4 separate regions of the Mus musculus genome follow, and all the other regions are linked to region 2. The links are chromatin contacts, called in public Hi-C and HiChIP or PLAC-seq maps. All regions are on one chromosome and are shown on one strand. Each heading gives the region's core, a stretch centred on a gene start, on an enhancer-like site or on the middle of the called end of the contact. The rest is flanking DNA. Distances are from core to core; before and after follow the strand shown. Region 1 overlaps Gm10373 (predicted gene 10373). Region 2 holds the start of Rspo2 (R-spondin 2). Region 3 holds the start of Emc2 (ER membrane protein complex subunit 2). Region 4 has its middle 110 kb from the start of Gm41316.

Region 1 (3,917 bases), core at 721-3,220, 290 kb before region 2:
TTATGAGTAATATTTCTTGAAGAAAAGTGATTGTTTATAATCTATTGCATTACATATCTCTATTAAAACTTGCTCTACTTAGGCACACTCAGGAAAACTCTGTCACATCAGTAACAATAATTCTTTACTCCTTAATATTCTGTAAACATAACTGAACTATTATAAACTTACTGTCTTATAGATTAGATCATAACCCTAAAAGTATAGACATGTGTTACCTTCAACAATACTACTTATAGATAATATTCTCAAAATTTTACTTCTTAAAATTCTCATTACTTGAAAATGAGTTTTTTTGTTTATTTAAATTAAGAAATTTTACCTTATCTGAATGGACACTGGCTCATAATTGTGATAAATATGTATAAAATACATAAACATTTAAATATTGAATTATCATACCACCCACATTATGATCAATGTGTCAGGCATGATGTGAGTAACTAGCTCATTTGATTATCTCAACACAATGAAAAATAGCAAGTGATTAGAATCTACATTAGGATAGACAGGAATAACTTTGAAGGAGCTCATATTCTTTAAAATGGGATTAACTTTTTATTATTTATCAAACTGGATCCAAAAAGTTTTAGAGTGCTCCAGTTGTGTGGTTTATTCAATCAATTTGCTATCTGCAGATATTATGAGAGACTAAAACAATTTCTTAAAGTTAATAGTCTTTATGACATTTATTCGGTGTTCATTATTTAATAGTACAGAGTGCCATACTGTGTTAATTGATTTTGTAATACTCATCTTCTCCCCAAATTATTTATGTAGAATTGATTTATTGATTTGTTCTTAGTCATAGAGAGTTAAAGTGCCTCATGACGCATAGCACAATATATTTTCCAGGACAATTATCTATTAAAGAAAACTGCTCTCACTACAACAGCTATATAGAGATTTATCATTTTTATAAGTCATAATGTTACTATTTATAATTATTTAAAATCATAATCCATTTTGTTTCTAAAAGAACAAATGCTCCTTAATCTTTATTTCATTTCAATAAATTTTCACTCCAACCCAAGAAAAGAAACTTAGAGCTTTGTTTACCAAAAGTCAAGTGGACATGGACTTGTTGGAGGACAATACCAAGCATTGTTTTTAATACATTTCTAAAGGATTGTATGTAATTTAATATCATGCTTTAAAACACAAAAACCCAACTCCCTTTTTCTGTCTGAACTATAACATTTTTGGGCACTTTTAACATTTTTGTGCTTTCTGTAATTTGTGATGTGTATAGATTTAAAACACTCGCCATAGATTTCATATCCAGTTACTTCAGAAAGCAAAGAAGAGTCTTTGGAATCATGTTCAGTGAGGTCATTTCAGCCCTTTCACAGTAGAGTTCATACTGGTGATTACCCCTCTGTGCCACAGTTGTGAGAGAGAGGAGAAAGTACATCCAGAAAGAATACACCCAGAAATTTCTCCCACAGGGGTCATAAATTAGAGCTGTTTCTTCTCTTTGAGATTTACAACCATACTTGAGTCCACTTTTTCTAACAATTTTTGTTTAATTTTCCCATAGTGCATATTCTATTCAGAGACATGCATACATCTGTAAATGTAACAGTCCTCGTGTAAAATGTAAATTCAAAACTATCCATTGTGAATACTGAATATGCAGAAGTCCCTCAGTACAAGTACCATGACCCAGTGGTCCCTAGAGAAACCCTGCCTCTAGTTTGCCACAAAACTATAGATTCATAACTTGAAAGAAATGCCCATAAAAGTACTTATTTCAGTAAACACTAAATATTAGTTTATGCATATGCTAATAATTATGTGCTATTCTATTACAGATGTAATTTTCATTTTGGGGGTAGTCCCTCTCATAAGTGAGTTGGTAGTAGCATTCTACATACAAGCTACTAAATCATTCTCTAAGACCTATAATTGTGAACTGTCCACCCTGGCCACCAGCCACAAACCACTTACTTTACTGCTCCTCATTTTCTTTCACTGATCACACTTTTGCCTAGAATTAGCTTAAAGGCCAATAGCCACACTGAGCATAAGGTCTCATCTTTCAGCTCATAAATCACATGCCGCTTTGCTCGTAAGAGAGCAATCCTTAGTCAACTCCATAGATTTATTTAGGTAAAAGGCCAATTCCTTGGTAGAATCTTTCCAGAAAATGTGCCCACCTTCCAAGTGCGTTTCATCAACCCCATGATACTTTACCAGCTTCTCCCCTGGGAAAGCATGTGCTCCAGTTTTAGGCATGTTTAGGCAATGTAATTTTCACTTAAAAATTCTTTTAAATCAAATTATGAAATAAGAACCAACATAAATGTGCTTTAAATGCTACCACTTAATTCATATTGTTACCACTTCATTAGTTCGCCATGATATTAGTTTCCTTTTGTTCTTTGTATTTCTGGAGTGTTTATTTTGCATCTTAAAATAATAGATTAAAACATTCATCTAGCAAAAAGAAAAGATTATATAGTAAGGGCTTCCATTTCTTTAATTTTATATTAATGTCAATATTTTGAGATTTGAACTATAAGTTCAATGTATATGAGTGCACTGTAGCTGTCTTCAGACACACCAGAAGGAGGCATCAGATCCTATTAAAGATAGTTGTGAACCACCATGTGGTTGCTGGGAATTGAACTCAGGACCTCTGGAAGAGCAGCCATCTGTTAACAGCAGCCTCTTAACCGCTGAGCCATCGCTTCAGCCCTATAAGTTCAATCTAATCATGAGAGAGCATCAAACAAACTCAAATAGGGAATCATCCATTAGTAACTAGTAGTGATCACTTGTAACACTAAATTTGCATTTTCTTTTCAAAGCGTTTAGTTAAAATGTTGGTCTTAAGCATGTTGACAGATGCTTAACAATTTGTTTACTGAGCCCTAGTTTTCTAAAATGTAAACTAGTCATGGTGACACTTGTTAATTATGACAAGAATTATAAGTAGCGAGCATAGAATCCTTCATTCTGCATGGCGACATTTTTTTTTTATTTAGTATTTGTAGATGTTTTCTGAGCCAAGGTCTAATTATGTAGTCCAGACTAGCCTCAAAGTCTTAGTCCTTGCACCTTAACTGAGATGCCGAGGTCACAAGTATGCACAACCACACTGAGCTCAGTAGCAATATTTGAATTGTTAGATACTACTTGTTGAGTACTCTGTGTAAAGTCATCTTTCCTGATCACCTCATTCGCCTACACATAGACCTACAGCATAGATAAAGGACAAGATAGAAGAGGGAAGTAAGTCCTGCTCCCCAGACATACTTATCCTATTCTCTTATAAATAATATGTATACTTTTCAGTAAACTTTAAATCCTTCTTGACATTGTCATGTCATGTTCAACACTTATGCTCAGAGTCTCAGTGAGGATTTGTGGAAAAGCAGAAACCCCATCAAAACATTTATTTTATTTTATTTTATTTTACCAACTTGGGGACTTTTTGGACTGGTGGAGTTATAATGAATAGGGTGTGTGAGAAAAGTGAAACATTTGTCTACTCTCTTTTTAAGTAATAGCCACTATTTACCCTCACATTATTGTATCTTAAAATTCCTCTTTTTAACACCAGGGGAATTATAAGGATTTGCTAGAAAATTCCAGGAAAAGGAGTATATCTATGTTTACCAGAAAACGGTGCCAACTTCCATCTGGAATGGCCTCACAGCACACTTGCAGTAATGCTGACAAAGCTTCTAACGGCATTTGATAGATAACTTGGGACAATAGGAAACAGCATTCACCTATTCTAGAACAACTTTTTCGGGATAACTCTTCCAAATAAATAGACTTGATTCTTACTCTTATTTTCTGTATCTTTAAAGAAACACACACACACACTCACACACTCACACACACACACACACACACACAAAGACTCTGAGAGTGTTGGCACATGGTTTCCAGCTGGGACTTATTTA
Region 2 (3,637 bases), core at 30-2,529:
TATTAAAGCCCCCATTACTTCTATATGATTCTTCAGTTCAAATTTCTGAGCCCATGCAGAAACTGAAGGAACAAAAGGGAGAATTGAAATAGTACAAAATGTTATTAAGGAGCCTGGGCTGGGCATGTGTTTGTAATCCTAGCTCTTAGGTGGTGGAGGCAGAGGGATTGGGAATTCTAGGTCAGCCTTACTAGGATGAGTTCCAGGTTGGCCTGGGCTACAACCCAATCTCAAAAATAAAACCAACCAACAGCCACTAAAAAGCTACAGTAACAACGTGCCTAGTAACACATTTAAAGAGACGTCTATATTGCCACGTCTAATATTATAGATTCTTATCTTTTGCTCAAAGAAGACATACATTATTTCCCTATATTGCCAAGTCTAACATTATAGATTCTTATCTTCTGTTCAAAGAGGAAATACATTATTCCCAATAGCAGTGAATGTATGGCAGACGATTTCACTAGATTAAAATTGGTAGCACCTAATGTTTTTAATGAGTGATATAGTAAGTAGTTCTCCAACTCAGGGCATTTGAAGTTTAATTCAGACCTTGGGAAACAAAGGAGGGGTAAAGATTAAGAACAAAACAAACTAGTGGTAAACATTCGATTTCTGAAGAAGAAAGCTCCCAATTTTTTGAGTATTGCAAAGTATCACATATGTTTGTGAAATCTGTTGGGAAAAAAATAAAGTAAAGGAAAAAAAACAGCTGTGTGGAAAGGTAAAGGCAATGGGAAATACTAAACTTACTCCTTAAACTGAGCATGCGTTTCAATTTCTGGGGACGTCTGCCTTCAGAGCAGGGCTAGGATTTAAATTTTGGGAAAAGGGCAGAGGTTTGTCTTCTTGTTTTTTTTTTTTTTTTAAAGGCTGAAGTGTTTTTTCAGAAGCAGCAGTCTCATCCTGGCACTCAGGAGGAAAGTAGAAGGTACCTTCAGTTCCCCATCAAATTCTTCTGGAGAAAGGCTAATTGGTGAGGTGGGAATCGACTCCATTGTTCCCGAGAGGACACCTTGGGTGTGAACAGCAAGGGCAGGCCATATCGCTCACCCTAGGTGCTCTTCAGTTTAGACCATCCCTCTGGGAAAGCCGGGTGAGCATTATTTTTCTTACACGAAGCTCTCTGCATGCCGTCAGTACTCTTTAGGACCTCAGGGAAACCCGAGCGTTTCTGGCTTTAGGACCCAGGAACTCTGAGGCAGCCTGGCTTTAGATGTCTTGGACCACAGCACCACCTACTTATAGAAGCATCCCGAGCCTTAGCTTGTCTGCATCTCCATCGGAAAGTGCGCTGGCTACATCCCTTCGGCCTCCGGGCAGTGTTCTGTCTCCCTTAGCTCAGGCAGCGAGAAACTTCAGCTGCGAAGTGGTGGTGGAGAGAGCCCTGGGAGCAGCGACTGGACCCGGACACCAAGAAGAGAGTGGACGCGCCCCTCGACTAGGAATCGCTCTCGCAGGCGGAGACCCAGCATCTCAGCGCCTGCGGTCGCGCTTGCCCGGCCGCGCGCTTTTGCTAGGCGCCGCCAGCCCCGAGGACCCTCGGGGTCCGCGGACCCTTCTGCAGCCGGCGGAATCCTAAAGCTGCCAAGAGCTCCCGGCGGGTGTCCGCAAACTTTTTCCGAGCCCACGTGCTGACCAAACAGCCCGGCTCGCTTCCAGAGCCTGGCATGGAGCGCCGCGCCTAGGCACGCCGTGCAGCCCGAGAGACGCGAGCGCACGGTAGGCGATCTACACCTGGTGCTGGGGCGCTGGGATAGCCCATCCGGGGAGCGAAAGGCTTCAGAGCGCCCCTTGAAAGCCCTGCGCTCGGCTGCTTCTAGAGCGCCTTTCCTTCTGCAGAGCTCGCACAACGCCCTTTCTCCAGGGTCAGAAGGCAGTGCTCCGCAGAGGTTGCTAATTCACTGATTGTAATCACCTTCCTCTCCAAGTCTCCTGCAGCTGTGCCATCTGCGTTAAACTGCTGCGTGGATCGTGCCAGTGAGTTCGCGTCCTCCCTCCCTCCTTTCTTTAAACTAAGAGGCGCGAAGGTGCAGGTACCTCCTCCGGGTTCTCTCAGTCCTCCACCCACCCAGCTTCTCTTTTCCTCCTCTCCCAGGTTCACCGTGGAGGGAGAGATGCTCATCGAGCCAAATTGATCATTGCAGCCGCAGGGCAGTGACATCTGTCTCTAAGTCCTCCCTAGGAGCGCGACCCGCACTGTCTCCTTCCAGGAGCCCGTCATTTCCTCGACTTTTGAGAGGTGTCTCTCCCCAGCCCGACCGTCCAGATGCGTTTTTGCCTCTTCTCATTTGCCCTCATCATTCTGAACTGTATGGATTACAGCCAGTGCCAAGGCAACCGATGGAGACGCAATAAGCGAGGTGGGTCGCGCTCGGCTGAAGGTGCGTGGAGTTCCTGAGTGGGTGGGAGTGCTTATTCACATTTAGGCTTTAGGGACTCGAGGGACAGGACTGTGCTCTGCACCCCAGTTTTTGTGTGGGCTACCACTGACCATTCTCAGGGTCACAGAACTCCACAGAAAGCTTCCTTCTGTCCCTAGTGGGTGCGATGGGACCTTAGAAGCATTGGGAGCTTGATGTGCTGGGCTTCCCTCCCGCAAGCGCCCAGGGATTTATCATGTGGTTCACAGTCTGTGCCACCTCTCCTGAACTCTTCTTTGGATCACATTTCTTATGTGGCACCATTTTTCTAGTTTTCTCCTTTTGTCTTCTTAATCATCTTCCTTGAAGTCCAAGTGTCTTTAATTTCCCGACCCACGTGTGCCCTAAATCCTGCTCCAGATAATTTTAGACATGGTCTGGCGTGTGTGTGTGTGTGTGTGTGTGTGTGTGGAGGGGGTGTTGTTGGGGAGAAATGTCAAGTTGCATGGGAGAACCTGAGTTGCGGAGAAAAAAAAAAGCTACACTGTTCCACTTTTCCGGAACCCTAGCAGAGATGGGAATTTAATGAATTAAGTAGCGACTCCTACTCTGGCTTTCTCAGGGAGTTCTCCCCTACAGCGTGAATGTTTGTTACAAATAAGCCCACATTGCCCTGTTTGTTTTCTCAAAAGCGGCAGTTTCTGGGAAGGGTTTTGTACTCAATGAGATTCATGTGAGTCTTTTTAAATGCTAGCTTCTCCATCCATCACTTGTGTGAAGGGTGAAGGCAGATGGAAGCCTCCAGAAAGATTTCAGAGAATTCAACTTTAGTGTGCACATATTTCTGGACTCCTGTCTTCCAGTCTTACTGGGGAGGGGCAGCTAAACCAAGGGCATTTTTTGAGCCAGACACAATGAAGTTTTCTGTAGCGACGTAAACACGTACAGCATCACACAGACATAGCGTTGAAGTACTAGCACAGGGCCCTTTGTTAGCACCTGAGGAGAGTCAGTTGTCTGACCACCAATTTGGTCTTTTTACACTGATAGAGTTTGTCATGAGGCTTGGAGACCTTGGCTTTGTTTTTCCAGGCTATAAACGACTCTGATGGGATAAAGACTCTGGCCCTGAAGCTAGTTTTGGAGGGATCAGTGCTGTTGTTGACATTTTGAGGGGGCATTAAGCTTTCCTCATGAGCTGAAGAGCTTGGCCTATTCCAGAGCAAAACTTCACGTCATCCATGGTGTGTGACAATCAACGAACTAGTGTT
Region 3 (3,757 bases), core at 498-2,997, 310 kb before region 2:
AGAGACTAACATTTAAGAGTGAGGCTATGAGGGGAGAACTCTGTTGATGGAAAGAATCACTTGTGCCAACCACGAAGACAAGTATATGCCAATTTAGGCAATCTAGGAAAGACAAGCTGAGCCAGCTCAGAGTTGGGACAGGCAGTGGCTCCAGCTAGATGCCATCTAGAGCCAGATCATTCAGCAGAATGACATAATAATCCCAGCACTTGGGAGGCAGAGGCAGGTGGATTTCTGAGTTCAAGGCCAGCCTGGACTACAGAGTGGCAGCCAGGGCTATACAGAGAAACTCTGTCTCGAAAAACAAAAACCAAACAAACAAAAAAAACTATCAACCAACAACAAAATCTTTTCTCTCAGGTTAGAAGCTAACTGACCACTTTAAAAATAATTTCTTCTTTCATTGCTCAACAAATTACACAGCAGTCACTATTCCAAATCTAGTTATATCGCTATACCTTAGAATGCCCACAGGACAGCATGAAGCTACGCAGAATCATTTTGCTTGCCAACAGTAACATAATCTTTGTCCTTGATTTGTACACATTAACAGATTTTAAAAGCTATCCTTCACATACCTTAAAAATATCACTTTTCAACAATCTTAAGGTATTTATAACATGTTTAAAAGCATTGAAAGGAACACCTACTAACCTATCTACTTTACAGTGGAAGGGTATGTGTTGACATGAACCTTTTAAAAATGAATTGACAGGTCTGTTGTTCCATTAAACTGTAAACTCTTTGAACATTTGTCTTATATGACATAAAGAACTAGGACTTACATTTTTTATTCAATATAAAATCTTTTCCTTCTTATACTATTTGAGATTTATTTGCATTCAAACAATTCATGTAAATTTCACTCTACATGTTAAAGATCCCACAAAAGTATTCAATGGGCAAACTAGCTACTGAAGTACACTGTACTGTGCCAACTGCTGGGAATATGGACAGAAATCTCATGCTTTTAAAAACACCCATTTATTTTCTTAAGCATGACTCCCACCAACGTTTTTTGAAAGAGATAACAGCTCATACAGAACTGATCCAAGATTTAAATATTTTATTTAAAGATTCTCCACTCTTGGTCAATCAGACAGGATAAGACTATCACATGTGAACACATACCTCCAATTTAACCAGTTACAATCTCCTTCAGAAAATGAATTAGTTGGCAGAAAGTAAGTAGGAAGCTACATTGTGTGTGCTTTAAATAGGACTGGCCAAGGAAGTTAAAAGGGGAGACTTTCTAAACCCATGGAAAGTGCATGTTGAAGAAACAGATCCCATTGGACTATCTCTTCGCTTCAACACATTGATCCCGCCTCCTCGCCTCCCAGAAACCACATGCTGTGTGACAGCCGCAGCTCCGCGTCCCTCCTGCCTCCTAAACAGTAGATGACAAAACCGGTGCGCAGAGAGGCAGGTGGATCGGTGTACGGGCCAGCAATCGCGACACTGGTACGCCGCAGATTGTGGCCGGGCCCAGGAAGGAACCAGCCCCAGTGTCCACTCGGTTCGGGCAGTTCAGGGAGAGCTGCCCGACGGAGGACACAACCGGGTACGAATCTCTCCGGGGATTCTGGGTAATTCTAAACCATTTCCCAGGGCTTTGGGTCTTCCTGCACCCTCCCCGCCCAAAATTACCTTCCCAAGTCACATCGTAACGCTCAGTGACCTTCGCCATCTTCCTAGAACCCGGAGTCGGCGAGGAGAGAGGGCGGGGAGACGCAGCACTTCACCCGCGACCGGGAAGTGGCAAATGACGAAGCCAGTTTTTATTGGTCGATAGCGGGGAGTGGGCGGAATCTTCCTCTCATTTGTAAACCACTCAAGAGGAGAGAGGGCGGAGCCAGAGAGGTCTGAGTGGCCAGACTAGTGGGAAGAAGCCGGAGAGGCGGGGCCGGAGGGCGGGGCGAGGCGGGGCGGGGCCAGCGGGGAGCTGAGGGAGCTGCTGAGGAAGGAGTCTGTGACAGACAGCTGAGGCTGAGGTACTTGGGCTGAGGTAACTTTCTACTTTTACTGCAACTTTAGATAACTATCTACTTTTCCTGCGATTTTATCAAATGTAATGTCTTTAGTGTCTGCCGCTCCAGGTTTTTTTATTTTCCTTTAGCTAGACTCATTCAATTCTTTCACAGTCCTCAATGATACCTCAGCCTTAATGAAGTATCATTGACAAAAGAATATATATATATATATGTATATATATATGTATATATATATATATATACATATATATATATATATATGGTGTATAGGGTAATGATTTGAGATTATTACTACAATTAATTAACTTATCTATCTCTTCTAATAGTTACCATGTTGGAAGGTAATAGCTTTTACCAAAATATCAAATATATGATGTGATACTATTGTTGACTAAAATCTCCATATAAACAAAAAAGTTTCTCCTCAGACTAAGCAGACTTAAAAAAATATTTCATTCAAAACAATATTAAATGCTTCAGTCAAATTCATACCAATGCTCTGATAAAACGGAGCAGTGTAAATATTATCCCATACTGTTTCTTTCTCTTTTTTGCTTTTCCTCCATCCTTCTCTATTTATCTATATCTATCTATCTCTATGTCTACCTCTATCTCTCCTTTTCCTCTTTCTCTTTTCTTATACCCATTCCTCTTACTTTTCCATTTCTGAAAGCTCAAATGCAGACCTACTTTAAACTTACCTCTTCATTTTAGTCTATCATTAACCAAATGTCCCACACGCCCCCCCCCATTTTTGCTTTTACTCAATTATTTAAAATCCTATGTGGGCCAATCTCCTCTACTTCCAGTATAACAGCCCAATACTTATTGCTAGTCACACTGCAGTTGTGACCCTTTTGCCTCCCTTCCACCCATACTATCAGTATACACAGTGCCATTGACTCACCACTTCAAGAACTAATATTTAAAAAGCATCCATTTTATACTCATTTTGTATTCAGTTATTATCTACTGTTATGAAAAATGGGTTAGTTACTGAATAGTTGCAAACAGGAAATATTCAAACTCAACCCTCAGCAGCAGTCAAAAGATAGAGCCTGGTACCTGGAACACCAATCTAACATAGCACTGCACCACAGCTGACCTCCAGTCTTAAGCAACAATTTGACCCCCTAATAGTCATATCCCAGGAGATAAACCTAAGAAGCATGAAAATTTAAGACAACTTGATACCGCCAAAAATTACCAACCTCATTCAAATGGCCTCCAGCAAAAATGATTAACATAGAAGTTCATATACAGAATTTTAAAAATCATTTTAAATATGGCACAACAACTCACAATGGACTCAAGAATTATCACAGAGAATACAGACAGCAAAATGAAATAAGGAAGTTCATGTATGTTGTTGAAATAATTTAATAAGGAGATAAAATACTGGAAAAAATAAAACCAGAATGATAATGGAAGTAAAAAAAAAAATAGGTCGGACTCCAAAAAAACAAATAACCCCATTAAAAAATGGGGCTCAGAGCTAAACAAAGAATTCTTACCTGAGGAATACCGAATGGCTGAGAAGCACCTGAAAAAAATGTTCAGCATCCTTAGTCATCAGGGAAAAGCAAATCAAAACAACCCTGAGATTCCACCTCACACCAGTCAGAATGGCTAAGATCAAAAATTCAAGTGACAGCAGATGCTGGCAAGAATGTGAAGAAAGAGGAACATTCCTCCATTGTTGGTGGGATTGCAAGCTTGTACAACCACTCTGGAAATCAGTCTGGCGGTTCCTCAGAAAATTG
Region 4 (3,689 bases), core at 1,024-3,523, 440 kb before region 2:
AAACACAGTTGAGATTCTCACTCTAGCCTTACTGATATTCCAACTTCCTTAGAACTGAAATGACTGACAGTGCTGGGTGGTTTTGTGTATCAGCTTGACACAAGTTATAGGCATCAGAGAGGAAGGAGCCTCAGTTGAGAAAATGCCTCCATGAGATCCAGCTATAACACTTTTTTTTTTTTTCAATTAGTGATTAATGGGAGAGGGCCCAGCTCATGGTGGGTGTTGCCATCTCTGGTCTGATGTCCTGAGTTCTATAAGAAATCAGAAAAAGCAAGCTATGGGAAGAAACCAGTAAGCAGCAGCCCTCATGGTCTCTGTAGCAGCTCTTGCTTCCAGTTTCCTGCCCTGCTTGAATTCCTTTCTTGACTTCCCTTTTGGTGATGAACAGTGATGTCGAAGTATAAGTGAAATAAACCTGTTTCTCCCTAACTTGTTTTTTGGTCAAGGTTTTTCATTGTGGCAATAGAAACCGTAACTAAAACAGTAACTCTCCAAGAAAGCATGTTTATTTTTTCATACATTCAATTTATGGTAATTTGAATGAGAATGCACTCATAGCCCATGTTGCTGAATACTTGGTCTCAAGTTGATGGAACTCTTTGAAAAGGATTGGAAGTGGAGTTTTGCTAAAGGAGATGTGTCACTGTGGTGTGCTCTGAGGTTTCTAAAGCTCATGCCACTCCCAGTTAGCTCTACCTGCTTTGTGCTTGTGGATCAAAATTTAAGCTATCAGTGAAAACTCCAGTGCTATGCCTGTCTGCCTTCTATCATGTTCCCTAACATAATAGCCATGAACTCTAATACTCTGGAACCATAAACTCAAATTCAATGCTTTCTTTCATAAGTTGCCTTGGTCAGAGTGTTTTCTCATGGCAATAGGAAAGTGACTAAGAGAAATTATTTTTAAAATCCTAGAAGTGAAAAAGTAGATGCAACAACCTACTTTAAATCCCTTAAATGCTCAACAAAGGAAGCTTCCAATAAGCTCAGGGAAGGTCCCATCTCTTGCTTAAGGCAGAAGCCCCTGCAAACTTGCTAATGGTGAGTAGACAGGCATGCAAGGACAAGCACAGAAAACCAACAGCAGCTGAATTTTAGTCCCAAAATAGACGCTTGTGGTTCTCATATTATTTACTTCAAATTGCATATGCATCTTTGAAGGATTACTAAATAATGCATTTTGCAGATACTGGAAATGGGAAAACCTCATTAGATCATGCAGTTCTTTCTCTTTTCCCTTCTCTTTATGTGTCTAAATGACTTCTCTAGTTTTGTATGATTAGTGGGATTTGGTCATAATGAAACTGTCAACTGTTTGGAAGCACTTACTTAATCATGTTAGTAAGGGACAGATAGGATGTGCCATAACTAAGTCTATAATTGTCCTTGGAGATTTATTTCTATCTACTATGTTAGGAATAAATATGACTCCATGTTGGTTCAAAAAGTACTGTGCTATTAAGAAGACTTTTTAATCTATTGGAGTCTGAAAGACATTAATATCTGACCATTCTTCCTTATTTTAAATTATCGTAAAGTTCCTCTCCCATTCTTCCAAGAAGCCATTTACTATTTACAAATAAATCAGCAAAAATGAATCAATTATACACAAAAGATCCCTTTGACCAAACACACTTGATTTCCATGTGGCTAGGTGCCATCTTTTCTGGGCACATGAAAATTAAGTGGGAACAATTTGTTTAAGCTTCCACTGCCCTTCCCAAAATAACAGAGATCAATATCATCACATCTGCACCCGGACAACATGTATCTAAGTCCTAGTCTACTATTTACTATTAATAATATATTAGGAGTTTTACCTACTCTCTTTTGGCTTTATATTTCATCTGTGAAATTACATTAGTAACAACTTCAGCCTGTGGGTATCCTTGTAAAAATTAGGAGAATTAAAAGAGATGAAATACATTAAACAAGTGTTCAAAATATAGGAGTAGTTATTAATTCTTTGAATCAACTTGATTGGGCTACCAATTTGTGATCAAAAGATAATCCGGGTGTCTTTAGAGAAATTATTTGAACAAAATTAGCATCTAAATAATAGGCTGAGTTATACATATTGACTTTTCTAAGGCTTGAGAGAGAATTCTTCTTGCCTGACTGCCTTCAAGCTGGAACATTGGATTTTCGAGTCTCTAGCCTGCCAAGCTTTCAACAAAACTATACCATCTGGTTTCCTGGTTCCTAGAGTGGAACTAAACCATCATCTCTCCTGGGTCTCCAGCTTGATGATTCACTATGCAAGCCTTAGACTCTCTCTCTCTGTTACAATCATAAACCAGTTACTTATAATGAATCATCGAACAGAAGGGCAGGCATGCATGCTTGGTGAAAATAGAAGATCTCATATTTAATCCAGACCTACTAAATCAAAATTGGTTATACAAAATCCTCTAATTAGCTTCTGAGTCTATTATCATCATTTTTAGTTATAATATTATTATGTTCTCTAGCCACAGCTACTCTCGAGGTTGTTTTGAGGTATCCCTCATGTAGATGTAGTTATAAAGAATCTTAACTCTACTCTCCTTTCAAACATCTCTGCAGAACTTCAGCTTTTCTCAAAAATATTTCAAAGCACACTTTATGAATGAGGGGTGCCTAATATATGTGGCTCTATGGCTTCTTAAGGTATCATCAAAATAGTTGCTTTAGGCTGAATTTTGCCCCACCCCAAGAAAGACAGATGTTGGATTCTTAAGCCCTGGCTACAAAGAATGTGGGAAATGGGGTCTTCAAAGATGGGACAGACTTAAAGAAAACTTTGTTCTGAGTTTGGATGGGCTATAATAGTGCAACTAGTACTTACATTTTAAAAGTAGGAAATTTGACAAAGGCATAAAAAAGACCCATTGGAAAAAACACTGAATGAGGAGGGATGCGGATGCCTGAGTGATGTCTTACAAGGTTAGGAGTTCTGAGGACCACTGGCAAAACCCAGAGCTGGAAGAGGTGTATGGCTACATCTCCAGGTGTTGATCCTGCTGATGCTTGGATATCAGACTTTTAGCCATGAGAAAATTGATTTTGTTGCCTTAAGCAACACTGTGCTGTGGGACTTTGTAAGCACTACTCTAAGAATTTAATGCAGTCTTGCTTCTTTTGGCAATCTAACTGCTATAGAGCTTGTTACTTCAAGCAGAGGGTGGCTCACTTATTCAAGGTATCAAAGCTTCAGCTCTACTCTAGTGATAGTGAGAGCAAGTGAAGGGGATCACAGAAATCCTTTCCTCTTGCCCTCTCATTTCCATAGAAGATCCTTACGTTCTAGATGTTCTCCAGCTCTTTGCCTTTTAATTTTGTAGAGTTTTCCATTTTTACCCCTCCTCTATTTTGTTTTCTTAGCCCAATTCTTTGTGAGGCTCGGACAAATTACACTTTCAGTGACACCACATTATCCTACATTCAAACTCACTCACAGGGAGTAAGAGAAGTAAGAAGTAGTCATGAGCCAGTGCTAAGAGAGGACCAGAGTAAAGCAGTTTCTTCTAGACAAGACAGGACTGATGATTTCATGATCTCAAAGCAGCCATGGTCCCTCATACAAGATCAAGCCAGTCAATATTCTATTATGGAGGAGGGAAGAGTCCATGAGAATCCACCTCAGACTGGGGAGCTACCTATGGATAGGTGATGACTTTTCGGGAGGGAGATTCAGATTTCTTTAA

What was found. Hi-C and Micro-C count contacts between places; a contact is called where the count stands out from the background. HiChIP or PLAC-seq counts read pairs in DNA pulled down with a chosen protein or histone mark.
Region 1: a Hi-C map of the C3H10T1/2 cell line shows a contact between it and region 2, with 3 times the contacts expected there. The contact joins the enhancer-like site here to the promoter of Rspo2 in region 2. A contact is called at or near these places in 4 of 39 promoter capture datasets (the 3T3-L1 cell line, embryonic stem cells, hippocampal neurons and 1 more), 6 of 484 Hi-C or Micro-C datasets (the C3H10T1/2 cell line, adipose-derived mesenchymal stem cells, cortical neurons and 2 more) and 1 of 9 other capture datasets (adipose tissue).
Region 3: an H3K4me3 HiChIP or PLAC-seq map of craniofacial prominence shows a contact between it and region 2, with 4 times the contacts expected there. The contact joins the promoter of Emc2 here to the promoter of Rspo2 in region 2. A contact is called at or near these places in 8 of 39 promoter capture datasets (the 3T3-L1 cell line, 3T3-L1-derived adipocytes, cranial neural crest and 4 more), 2 of 484 Hi-C or Micro-C datasets (embryonic stem cells and forebrain), 2 of 115 datasets of contacts at active chromatin or transcription factors (craniofacial prominence and pancreatic cancer cells) and 1 of 9 other capture datasets (adipose tissue).
Region 4: a Hi-C map of embryonic fibroblasts shows a contact between it and region 2, with 2.6 times the contacts expected there. The contact joins the enhancer-like site here to the promoter of Rspo2 in region 2. A contact is called at or near these places in 9 of 39 promoter capture datasets (the 3T3-L1 cell line, 3T3-L1-derived adipocytes, cranial neural crest and 5 more), 4 of 484 Hi-C or Micro-C datasets (adipose-derived mesenchymal stem cells, embryonic fibroblasts and fibroblasts), 1 of 115 datasets of contacts at active chromatin or transcription factors (embryonic stem cells) and 1 of 9 other capture datasets (liver).

What each region holds. Positions count from the first base shown.
Region 1 is chr15:43,458,849-43,462,765 of GRCm38.p6, reverse strand. All of the region lies in intron 1 of Gm10373 (predicted gene 10373), which reads left to right. Among named protein-coding and RNA genes, the nearest start is that of Gm10373, 16 kb to the left of the region's middle. Within about 2 kb of position 1,970, at least 4 of the 459 cell types and tissues checked have an H3K27ac peak or open chromatin away from gene starts, as enhancers often do. A contact at or near this core is called in the C3H10T1/2 cell line, where this site is marked.
Region 2 is chr15:43,168,460-43,172,096 of GRCm38.p6, reverse strand. It overlaps Rspo2 (R-spondin 2), which reads left to right and starts at 1,279. Exons shown (of 6, transcript NM_001357956.1): 1 at 1,279-1,725; 2 at 2,102-2,366. The coding sequence starts at 2,273.
Region 3 is chr15:43,475,219-43,478,975 of GRCm38.p6, reverse strand. It overlaps Emc2 (ER membrane protein complex subunit 2), which reads right to left and starts at 1,747. Exons shown (of 11, transcript NM_025736.2): 1 at 1,651-1,747. The coding sequence starts at 1,690. It overlaps Gm10373 (predicted gene 10373), which reads left to right and starts at 1,940. Exons shown (of 3, transcript NR_046064.1): 1 at 1,940-2,008.
Region 4 is chr15:43,608,640-43,612,328 of GRCm38.p6, reverse strand. No RefSeq gene overlaps it. Among named protein-coding and RNA genes, the nearest start is that of Gm41316, 110 kb to the right of the region's middle. Within about 2 kb of position 2,273, at least 25 of the 459 cell types and tissues checked have an H3K27ac peak or open chromatin away from gene starts, as enhancers often do. A contact at or near this core is called in adipose-derived mesenchymal stem cells and embryonic fibroblasts, where this site is marked.